2 separate regions of the Mus musculus genome follow, and region 1 is linked to region 2. Evidence: chromatin contacts called from public promoter capture Hi-C data. All regions are on one chromosome and are shown on one strand. The core of a region is the stretch at or near the end of the contact, and the rest is flanking DNA. Distances in the headings are between cores, read along the strand shown. Region 1 has its middle 11 kb from the start of Klhl5. Region 2 overlaps Tbc1d1 (TBC1 domain family, member 1).

What was found. Promoter capture Hi-C pulls out the DNA fragments that hold promoters and counts their contacts.
Region 1: a contact with region 2 is called in a promoter capture Hi-C map of hematopoietic stem and progenitor cells, with 6 times the contacts expected there. The contact joins two enhancer-like sites. A contact is called at or near these places in 5 of 39 promoter capture datasets (the 3T3-L1 cell line, embryonic stem cells, hematopoietic stem and progenitor cells and 1 more) and 1 of 115 datasets of contacts at active chromatin or transcription factors (memory CD8 T cells).

Annotation. Positions count from the first base shown.
Region 1 is chr5:65,117,590-65,122,760 of GRCm38.p6, reverse strand. It overlaps a transcript of Klhl5 not described here. Among named protein-coding and RNA genes, the nearest start is that of Klhl5, 11 kb to the left of the region's middle. Within about 2 kb of position 2,705, at least 56 of the 459 cell types and tissues checked have an H3K27ac peak or open chromatin away from gene starts, as enhancers often do. A contact at or near this core is called in hematopoietic stem and progenitor cells and memory CD8 T cells, where this site is marked.
Region 2 is chr5:64,295,745-64,301,557 of GRCm38.p6, reverse strand. All of the region lies in intron 14 of Tbc1d1 (TBC1 domain family, member 1), which reads right to left. Among named protein-coding and RNA genes, the nearest start is that of Gm38634, 41 kb to the right of the region's middle. Within about 2 kb of position 3,052, at least 178 of the 459 cell types and tissues checked have an H3K27ac peak or open chromatin away from gene starts, as enhancers often do. A contact at or near this core is called in hematopoietic stem and progenitor cells and memory CD8 T cells, where this site is marked.

The DNA.
Region 1 (5,171 bases), core at 1,456-3,955, 820 kb before region 2:
CTTCAGAAAATCTGATCAAGAAAATCTTTCACAGCTGCGCTCAGAAGCCTGCCTTTTAGTTGATTCCATATATAGGCAAGTTGACAACTAAGACTAGCTATCACAAGTCTACCACTTGCCAAGTTGACACAAATCACATCTTATGCCATGATGATAAATTTCCAATGAAAACAGTAACAGGACATACTTTGCCTAGCATGACATGATGATTCATCCCATGAACAACGGCAGAGGCAGCATGTGCTTTAGAACAGGTAGCAAAGCCCCTTGAAGAATGCTTAGTCTTTCAGTCTCTCAAAACTTAAATATGGCAGTCAGCCATAGTGACACACCTTCAACTCCAGCACTCAGGAAACAGACCGACAGGTCTCTGTGAGTTCCAGGACAGCCAGGGCTACATAGTGAGAACCTGTCTCTAAACGACAACAACAAAACCCTCTTAAATATGATAATATAGACTTAAAACATTTAACCACTGATATTTTCTCTATTGATGTTACATTATACAATAAATAGAGGGGAAAAAAGAAATAAAGGAAAACACAAATATTGTCTTAATGTATGCATATATTCACAAATGTGTTTTTAACAAAACATAGAACAAACAGTCTCATGTCAGTTATAGCTTATTTCTGCTGGCCTTAGCTGGTATTTATAACTACCTTCCTCTACTGCCTGCTCTTCGCTTCCTCCACCCTTCACCTCAGCAGGTCTTGGCTCCTTCTCTGGAGAATAGAACAATGCCTTCATTCTGGAAGGATCCCTTTGCTGTTCTGCATGCATTACGTGGTAGTTTCCCACTGACTTTAATCACAGGACATGGTAGCACAACAGACACCCTAAAGGATCTCCTGTACTTCAGACACATCTTCCTTGCTTCAGTCACCTCCCCTAACACTGCTTACTCCTTTCTTAGCCTGTTGGCTTCCAGCATCAGAAGCTCAGAAGTGGCGGTGGGGGGGGGGGTGTTAGTTTCCTGTGCAATGGAATGTTTGTTTTACCTTCTGGAAGAAGTGCTCACCTGTCTGGAACCAAAACGTCTAGGCCAGCAGAAGTTAAGGTCACCGGAACAGGAAACAAAATTTTCCCAGTAGTCACTAGGGATGATAGTGAGCGGACCCATCCTTATTCCCATGCCTTGGTCCCAGGACCTATGAATCCTGGCCATGAGAGAAACTGTACCATATATCACACACTGATTCAGAACATATACTATCTTTTGGAGAACCATGCTTCATGCCAGGTTGCTGCCACCTTATTGCCCCTGTAAGTGAGTCATTAGAAGGTCATTCTGCCATTCTACCAAGGCAACTTTTTTAGGGTGTTAGGGAACACAGTAAGACCAGGGGATTCCATGAGCATGGCCCTAATGTCACACTTCTCTGGCTGTGGTCAGAAGTGATGCTATGTGGAATGCTAGGATAGCGGATAAAGCATTCTCTAAGTCCATAGATGGTGGTTTGGGCAGAGGCAGTACATGCAGGAAAGGCAAAGCCATAACAAGAATAAGCATCTATTCCAGGAAGGACTAAACATTGCCCTTCCCACAAAAGTTGTTCAATGTAGAAACCTTGCCAGTTGGTTGCAGGTTGGTCATCCTGGGGAATGGTGACATAGGGGCTCTGTGTTGGCCTCTGCTGCTGGTATATCTGGTACTCAAGAGCAGCTAGAGCCAAGTCAGCTTCGTTGAGCAGAAGCCCATGTTGTTGAGCCCATGTTTAACCTTCTGATTGGTGCCTGCACATTGTACAGAGCCAGCCGGGCCCTAGTCTTCTCTTCCTTAGTTAATCACGGTAGGGCACATCCCATGAGGCCATGGTGCATTCTTGGGAGCAGATGCATTGCATCAGGAGTAGAAGAGACATTTAGGAAGCTTCTTCATGTAGCTTGTTGGTGCCCTCAGAACCCACCTTGGCCCTATCATGTATATCACTTCCATTTGGTAATGGGTTGTTGCTGAGCACACCCTACTTTATGGCTTGGTGGGTCAGATAATACCCTAGCTCATGGTGGACAGCTTAGGTCTCATTGTCGAATGCTGTTTCTACAGCTCAATAGCTGGCTAAGAGCTGATCCTCAAATGGTTCCCTTCAGCAGACGGTGATAAAGCTTTGCTCCAAAATCCCAAGGGTCTCTGTTTTGATTCACCTATGGGGCTTGCCAGTGACTCTGAACAGCATTCCTATCTGCCTGTGACATGGCAGGTACCAGTAGGTCTCTTGGATGGAGCAGTCTGTACAACAGCCTGGGCCTGCTGAAGAGTCTTTTCCTGTTCCAGGCACCATCCATGGCTAGCAGCTTTCTGAGGCACTTAGTGTGTGCTGCCTCCAGAATCCAGAGAGACCCACTAAACACTGTGCTGCTTTCTTGGTGGTGGGAGGGGCCAAGTTTAACGACTTATCTTTCACCTTAGAAGGAACATCTCTGCATACCTCACAGCACTGGCCTTCTAGAAATTTGACAGAGGTGGAAGCCCCTGAGTTTTGGTTGGGTTTCTCTCCCATCCTCGAATGCACAAATGTGCAAGTCTAAAGTGGTTGCTACCTCCTGTTCACTTGGTTCCATCAGCAGATGGAGGAACTGTTTGGGGATGTTTATGTGGCACAATCTTGCTGGAGGAAGCACATCACTGGACTCGAGCTTTAGATTAAAAGGCCTGCATCATTTCCAGTTCACTTCCTCTGCTTCCTGCCTGTGGTCCAAGATGTGAGTTCCCAGCTTTCAGTTCCTGCCTGCCGATTGGTGCCACACCTCCCTGCCATGATAAATTCCTATTCCTCTGGAACCATAAGCCCAGAAAGATTTGTCATGGTATTCTATCACAGCAAAGAACAGAAACTAATACAACAGCCAAATGGATACATATGATAGGGATCTATAGTAGAACCAGCTTATCTTTAAAGATTAACTGATTTAAGAAATAAAAGCTTCATTATGTGCTTTTTGTTTTGCTGCAGGGCTGGGATTGAACCCAGGGCCTTGCACACACCAGGCAAATCCTCTGCTAATGGTCTGCATCCCCAGCCCTTGGTTTTTGACAAAACACCTTACCATGAAAGTGAAAGTGCCCTTCAACTTTCTGTGTAGCCTAAGGAGGCCCTAAACTCACAACTGTCCTCCTTCTTCCTCTCGTGTGCTGGAATTACAGGCCTGTGTCCAGATACCTTTGAAACCCCAAATTAAGATTAATATTACAGTGATAAATCACCCCTGTTAAAAATAATTGGGGGATATTTCTCATTTAATCAGTAAATAAAAAAATAAAATAAATATGAACTTTTAGTTCTAAGGGATTTGGTTTTATAAGCTCCCTGGCACATCAAAAGCTCAGCAGTTAAGAGCCCTGAGAGAGACTGAAAAACAAAGTGTGGCTTCATGGTTAGGCCCATCTAACAAGGGATTTACCCAAATAAAAGCACTGTAACACATAACTATAAGGTTAGGGTGGAAATGGAAGTGAAAGAAACTTTAACCTTAAAACTAAATTATGCCATCATGCCATATGATGCTGTCATATCCCATAATAGTTGCTCAATTACCAAAATTGCTTATTTAATACGTTTCCTATGACGATGACAGAAAGGATTATAGCTTTCAAAGCATCTATAATTCAGGAGCTGGTATTTAATTTAAAAGTTGCAATACAAGGGATGGAGAAATGGCTCAGTGGTTCAGAGCACGCAATGCTCTTCCAGAGGACTTGGGTTCAGTTCACAATGGCTCACTACCTCTGTCTGTAACTCCAGTTCCAGTGACCCAATGCCTTCTTCTGACCTTGTTAGGCATCAGGCTTTCAGTGTGGTACACACACATGTGTGCAGGCAAAACACCGATACACATAAAAATAAATGCATCACAAAGAATTGCAGAATAGTAGGATAAAGACACTCAAGGCATGCAGGAATAAACTAAGACAGTTGCCGAGGTCAGTGGTAGACTACTGGTCGATCTGAAGCCCTTAGTAGAGGGCAAGCTCCCTTACCAGCTGAAGCTGATGGCTAATGCTTTAAATGAAAACGTCAGCTATCATAAAGCTACATTTATGTGCCATTAATGACATTGTCTTAATTTGAATGTGTAAATGCACACTCATTCACTAGTCTTTTTGTATAGAACTAATGCCTTGCATTCAATATTCATCTCATACTGAGAGTGGTCTTATTGCATAAGCCGCATATGATCTATTATGTATGATTTTTACTTATGGTTTGTATAATGGAGAACTTAAAAGCATTTATGAAAGAATCTGAATACAGAACAACCTGGTCATTATGAAAAAAAAAATCTCATGTCAGACAATAAATTAAACTCAATGCTTCTTTAATGGAGACAATGCACTTAGTGATGTAGTCCATTTGTATTCTCGTCTGAGCACCTTATTCTTTTGACCAGGCAGCTTGTTCATGGTCTTTGACAGGGACAACTTGGGGCTTTGATGACTTTTCTCTTCATCATTTATAATTATCTAGCCTTCATTAAATTTGACAGCAAACTTCAAACAGCTCATTTATACTGAAACATCTCAAAGCACTCAACTTAATTTTTTTTATGGAATTCTCTTTACAGTCATTAATTTAGATGTTTACTGATGTTACCATTACTCTAACTTTGCAGCTACTAAAGACGAGCTTGTGAATGAACACAATCAGCTTAAGTGTGTACCCAACTGCGCGGCTAGGGGAGGAGGGTGTGCATCTACTCAGGAGCAGCCACAGGAGCCTGGTGATCCCTGGGCCCCCAGGATCCATGCACACGTTTCCTAGAGGTCAGTAGGCTGAAGCAGGGAGTCAGCTCAGACTGTTATTTTCTGACATTATCACTTAATGGTAGACAGAGTCTGGGTCGATAGCTAAACCAGTCACTTTGGGCAACTCACTCCCTTGTTTCTTAGTGTGACTACAACTGTCTCCTAAGCCTGTTGCCTAGAGTGCATGTGTGTGGGTAAGACATGACCTGTTGTAACACCTAGAGAACAGGCGTCCCCTCCCTATCTGACAGATGCAGCTGCTCAAGCGAGGCTGACTGGGCTCTGGTGAGTTGAGGGTTCCATGCTTTGGATTTCAAGTGGATTATGCTGCCACTTGCTTTGAAAACAGTGTCACTTGCTGCTCACAGCTACTCCATGGGCAGGTAGTTATAAACCCTACTGTGTAATCAGTCCTTGGCTACTC
Region 2 (5,813 bases), core at 1,803-4,302:
CGATTCAGTCTTAATCCTCCTGTGACCAAGCATCCACCCACTTCAGCCCAAAACAATGGTGAGATAAAATCAAGTTCTGTTCCCAAGGAGACAGCTGAGTGGGCCCCATTCCAGTCAGTGTCAGGAGTGGCTGAAGACAGGTCAGCGGGGTAACAGGAGTTCAGAGGGGCCATTACTGATGAATGAGCCATCCCTAACAGCTCTTCTATAGAGTTGGGGCAGTCATCACGTGCCGAGTCTGAAGGCAGCTGCCAAGGCCAGGGAAAGCTTCTCCCTGAGAAGTGCAGCATGGGCAAAGCAGCAGATAGAATCAGAGACCACAAAGAGTTCCACCAAGACCAGGAAAAGGAGAGAGGTGCAGGTATATTGCAAGAAATAGGCCAAGTTGGTAACGTGGGTCACAAACAAAGGGTCACCTGTTAAGCAAGACCTCCATCCCGATGCATGTGCAGTGAAGAAGTAACAAGGGGGCATGCTACAAGTTCTGTGCCAGAGCCTGAAGGCAGGGACCATGTGCACTTAGCTTACTGGTATTCACCCTAAGCCCAACAAAGAGCTTTTAAAAGATGTCCAAGCACTCAGCATTCGTCATTTACACTGCTGATGTCCAGGACTACAGCTGCTGATCAAGCCACCTCTTCCCGCAGTTTACCAGAGGCACAGAAGACAAAAGCTGCCTCAGAGTCCCCCTAAGAGCATGTGGGTCGCAGTGTCAATGAGCTGAGTCCCCGGGACTGCTTCCCAGAATATGGCCCTAATAGCATCAGCAAGAGGCAACCCTGAGAGCTTGTGAGAAATGCAGTCCCAAACACCAAGGCCTGATAAATCAATCATAAACTCTAGGGTAGACCCAGCAAACAAGGCTTACACAACTGGGAATTCTAATTCACAGACATGTTTGAAGGCCCTGGATCTGGGCATTCAGTATGTTCACTGAAGTTAAGTTTTTATATATTTATCTTAACTGGTAGCATCATACTATGTGACACTGTAATACGAGACAACAGGCACGTCTTGGATTTATTTTATTTTTGCAGTGCTATGGATCTTAATGAGGGTTTTGTAAAGTATTCTACCACTGAGCTAACCTCTTAGCCCCAAGGGTACCTTTAAATAAGTTTCAGATTAAACAATGACTCTACCCATCATGTGCACCGTGACTATTAAATAAAGTATAAAAATACATCTGTCTTTTCAAACACTGGCCAAATCACATGATCTTAGTCAAAGGCAATTGTTTGAACTCAAATTAACACCATTTTCTTAAGAAATGCACTCAGAAAGGGGCTCCTCCCTACTGACCCAAATCTACCACCCACACAAATCGAACAATAATAAATTCCCTTCAAAAAACCCTCCAGATCTGAACATAAATAGTCAGGGACAGAAACCAATGAGTCACTCACACAACAGAAAAATATACTACAGAAAGCTAAAGGCACCATTGCCCAACCCATGTTATTAGCTAAGTGCAGTGAAGCAGCTTGTTTGGAGTGTGTGCTCGCATGTATACACACACACACACACACACACACACACACACACACACATACTACACACACACACTCTGCCTGTGCACCTCTCCCCAGCTCTGGCCTCTGCAAACCCGGAGGCATGGTAAAAAGAACCAGAGAAGACACCTACTTCCTTATTTGTCCCCAAGCCTCTCCCAGCCGCGGCACAGGTGTAAGCCTGGCACGGGTGCTATGGAGGCTAAAAGGAGGCCTGGAAAGAGTCAAGAGGTTAAGTTATGGAGCAGGAGAGAGGAGGGAGAGTATGCTTTCAAATAAGCCCTCGCCAGGGGCTGGGGAATAGTGAGGAGCTAGGGAGTGGCTGGGAGCAGGGGAGCAGTGGGAAGCAGAGCTGCTGGGCTTCTATGCTGTTCCTAATCTCCTACCCAGTAGGGGCCAGGGCTTCATCACAGGCATCTGGGAGGGAGCAAACATTGAACCCATAGGAGAGGCAAGGGCCCCTTCATTCTACTTACACCAGCAGGGAGGAGTCCTGCAAACATGGTGTGTCCACTGCATTATCCCAGGGCAGGGGGCATGTCCTATAGTTTTAGACATGTATTAAAGTTTTCATTTGGGCATGGTAAAGACTATTACAAGGGCTGGAGGTACACCCCTAGTGAAGCCCGTGATGAGCCCTTGTGAAGCATTTTTTATAAAATGATTCCCCCTGCCCCCCCACCCCCCCCCCACACCTCTAAACAAAACAGAAGAGAGTTGTGCCTTGGGCTCAGAGACCAAAAGGATGGTCTGAACTCTGGTGGGAAGGACAAGCAGACTAACATAACAGCTCAAAAACGCCCAAATTTCCCTTTCTGGGCCAGGGAAATTGTAAGATATTTATCTACATACTTCCATACCTTTACCTATTAATGACAAGATACACTTTTAATGGGCAAGCTTGCTACAGTGGAACTTCCCAAGGACACACACTCCTAATACTTCCTTATACTCTCCCCCGGCCTGCCCTTGAACTCCTGCTGCATGTTAGCATTTGCTAGCACTGCACTCCAAGCAGCTCTCTGGCGACTAAGTCTTTGCCATGATGGGGTGCAGGGTCTGAAGCCCCTGAGCATATGCGTGTTGTGGCAAGGCTCTGAAGCAGGGCAATGGTGAAGGGCAAGCTGGGGTGCACTGGGGACTCCACTCCGCTCCGGAGATGAAGCTTTATATCCAGAAGCTACGGAAGAACGAGCAGAGTCACGTGGCAGAGATGAAGCTTTATATCCAGAAGCTACGGAAGAACGAGCAGAGTCACGTGGCAGCCCATGCAGGGCAGACATTCATAAGTGCTGGGGCACGGGAGAACGTAGGAAAGGAAGCAGGCGGTGTGAGAAGACTCTCAGGGAGAAAGTCCCAGGAGGAGTACAGGGAAGAAATGTGTGAGCAAGGGAAGAGTCAGAAAAGCCATGGCTAGGGAACAACCGGAATTCCACAGGGACCTTTATCTAAGTCGCTGCTGGACCGCAGGCCTGAGTGGCTCACAGCTGTAGCCAGGACCTCTGCTGCCCTCCTCCCCCGCCCACCTGCCTTGTGGGTATATGTCGCTGAAATTCTAGTCCCGCCCACCTATTACACAATGCTTATCTGGGTGTGATCTAAGGCTGGAATCCATGAAAGGAAGCCTGTGAGTTGGGAAACACTTTTGTGCTTGCTCGGAAGAGGGGATGAGGAAGTTTAAGCATAGAGGGATGCTATGAAACAGAAGTTTAAACTAGTGGACCCAGTCCTTGCCCGACTCCTATAATGTTCAGCTTGTTAAATGTGAAATTGTGGCCTCTCTCCATGGAAAACACAGCACTAAGGCTTTCCTGACCAGGCAAACATCCTGGACATATCAGCTTAAGAGACAGCATCGTCCTTAGGTATCCGCAACTGTTGAGGCAGCTGGCAGACTGAGGCAACCAAGCAAATGGCCACACATAGTCTAAGGGACCAGAAGATGTCTTTTTGACAATATGACTCTTCTGCAAAAATGACAGCCTCTGTGATGTTAAGTGTGAGCTGAACATAGGTGTGGCAGTAAAGCCTATAATCCAAGCACTCAGGAGGACTTCTGAGGTCAAGGCTGGTCTGGCCTACACTGCAAGAGTTTGTGTCAGAAAACAAAGCTGAACAATGTGGCTGCCATTTGTAGGGGAGGTGCCTACTTTTGTTTTCTAAATCCCCAAAGAGAAGAGGCTGTCTGCATCCTATGTGATTACAGCTTCCACTGACTGGTCCACATCCCTCCTATCAGGTAGACGCTGTCATTACTCTATGCTATACCTGCATATCTATGGAGGACATCGCAAAACCAGTGTTAGCCACACAGGTCACAGAGGAGCCACAATGGGGTAATCACCTCACTAGACTGACCACTAGCAAATTAACCAGAAAATAGCAAGAGAAGATGTGTGTGTGTGTGTGTGTGTGTGTGTGTGTGTGTGTGGAACCCTAGGGCACCGGGAAAGCACCAATGCTGTGAAAAGAGTGTGGCACATTAAAAATACAAGGGTCATTTGGTCAGGCGCCTCACTTCTGGCATTTGCACCAAGGTTCACAGTTAGTCACAACTGCTAAGAAATGGGTACTAAAAAAGGCCAGTCAATATAAGTAAGCAAAACCACACGTGGCACACAAAACACTGCAGGTATAATTTGACCTTGAAAGGGAAAACCTGCTATGAGCTAGCAAGAGGAAACTACTTAAATAAACTTGAAACAAGAAGACAAAGGCTGCCTTTCACAGGAACCATGTAAAGTAGCCACATTCATAGAAATAGAAAGTAGAACAAAGGTTAGTGTGGGCTGGGGACAGGGGAGGGTGCTAATGGCTTTAAGGGTTTCACTTTTACAAGAGGAAACTCACAACCAAAGCTGAGCATCTCAGCCGCTTCGAGGTGTAAGTGTGTGTTTTACACACAAACCAATGCCAGGGCACTACTCTGATCTGCGAGTACCTCCAAGGTCACGCAAGTACCTCCAAGGTCACCAAGTACCTCCAAGGTCACCCAAGTACCTCCAAGGTCACACAAGTACCTCCAAGGTCACCCAAGTACCTCCAAGGTCACCCACTTTCTCTCAAATGGCCAGAAGCAAATTATTATCACAGCGGGTCTTAGTAACCAGCATGGAATCTTACTTTTTAGTTTTTTTCCTTTTAAACAAGTCTTGCAATGTGGTACAATCTGCCCTTGAACTCTCTGCTCCTCCTGCCTCAGCCTCCAGAGACTATGGGAGTGCCCTCTCACACCAGGCCTAGAGTTTTGCTTTGCTTTGAAAACAAAGGCTTGCAGGCTGGAACGGGGCAGTGGAAAGAGCCTACAGATTCCCCTCTGGAGCACCACAGCTGGGAAGGGGAGGAGGGCATGAGAGGAAGAGGCCCGGCATGAGGAAGACTTCTGTAAGCCCGCGGCCTCCCAAAGGTCCCATCACTTTGACATCACAGCAGTCCAGAGCTCAGCATCTCCGTGTGGATGTGTGTGGAAAGTTCCCCGTTCTTTTCTGAAGACTCCCACTTCTGCCTTGTGTGGGAGGCCTGAGCTCTGAGGAGCTGTGCAATGCTGCCCCCTCACAGCTCCACAGTGACCATAACACATCTGACACAACAAGGAGCTGAGATAGGGACCAGGCACGGAGCTGAGAGGAGACAAGCAGGGCAGCCCCGCTAGCCCATGCTAGACCATGCTAGCCCATCTCCAAGCATCTGACAGGCTACTCTGTAAATGGTCCCCAAAGAACACTGATCCCAGACTCTTCTAAGTAAAGGACAAATGAAGACTGCTGTGAGCACTGGAGCTATTAAAGGACAAATGAAGACTGCTGTGAGCACTGGGGCTATGGGTCTCGGTCTTCTCATATATAAAGTGAGGCACTATAAGAATTTTCTTGTTTTGTTTAAACATGAAAAAAAAATTCCAGGCTATCAAGAAGAACTTTTTACAATCTATAGCCTTAGGGTATTGATGACAAGATTTAATCAAGTACAAAAAGAATCTTTCCACCTTGCTTACCATCAGTGTCTGTAGAAATGGCTTGGTGCTAAGAGCATGTACTGTTCTTGCAGAGGACACAGTTTTGGTCCCCAGTACCCACACTGAGCTGTACCCACAGTGAGCTGGCTGGAGTCACCTGCTGATCTTAGAATTCAATAGCCACTGAGGAAGATGGGCTTATAGTCCTCCATTGTTTCCTGAGTGCCCTTAGGCACAGCTACACAGCACAGGAGATGGCTAAGAAGCTGAGAACAACTTCCTGTCATTGAACTGGAAATGAGTGAGACAGGAAGAGGCTCAGGGAAGACAACCTGCTTGGTGACACT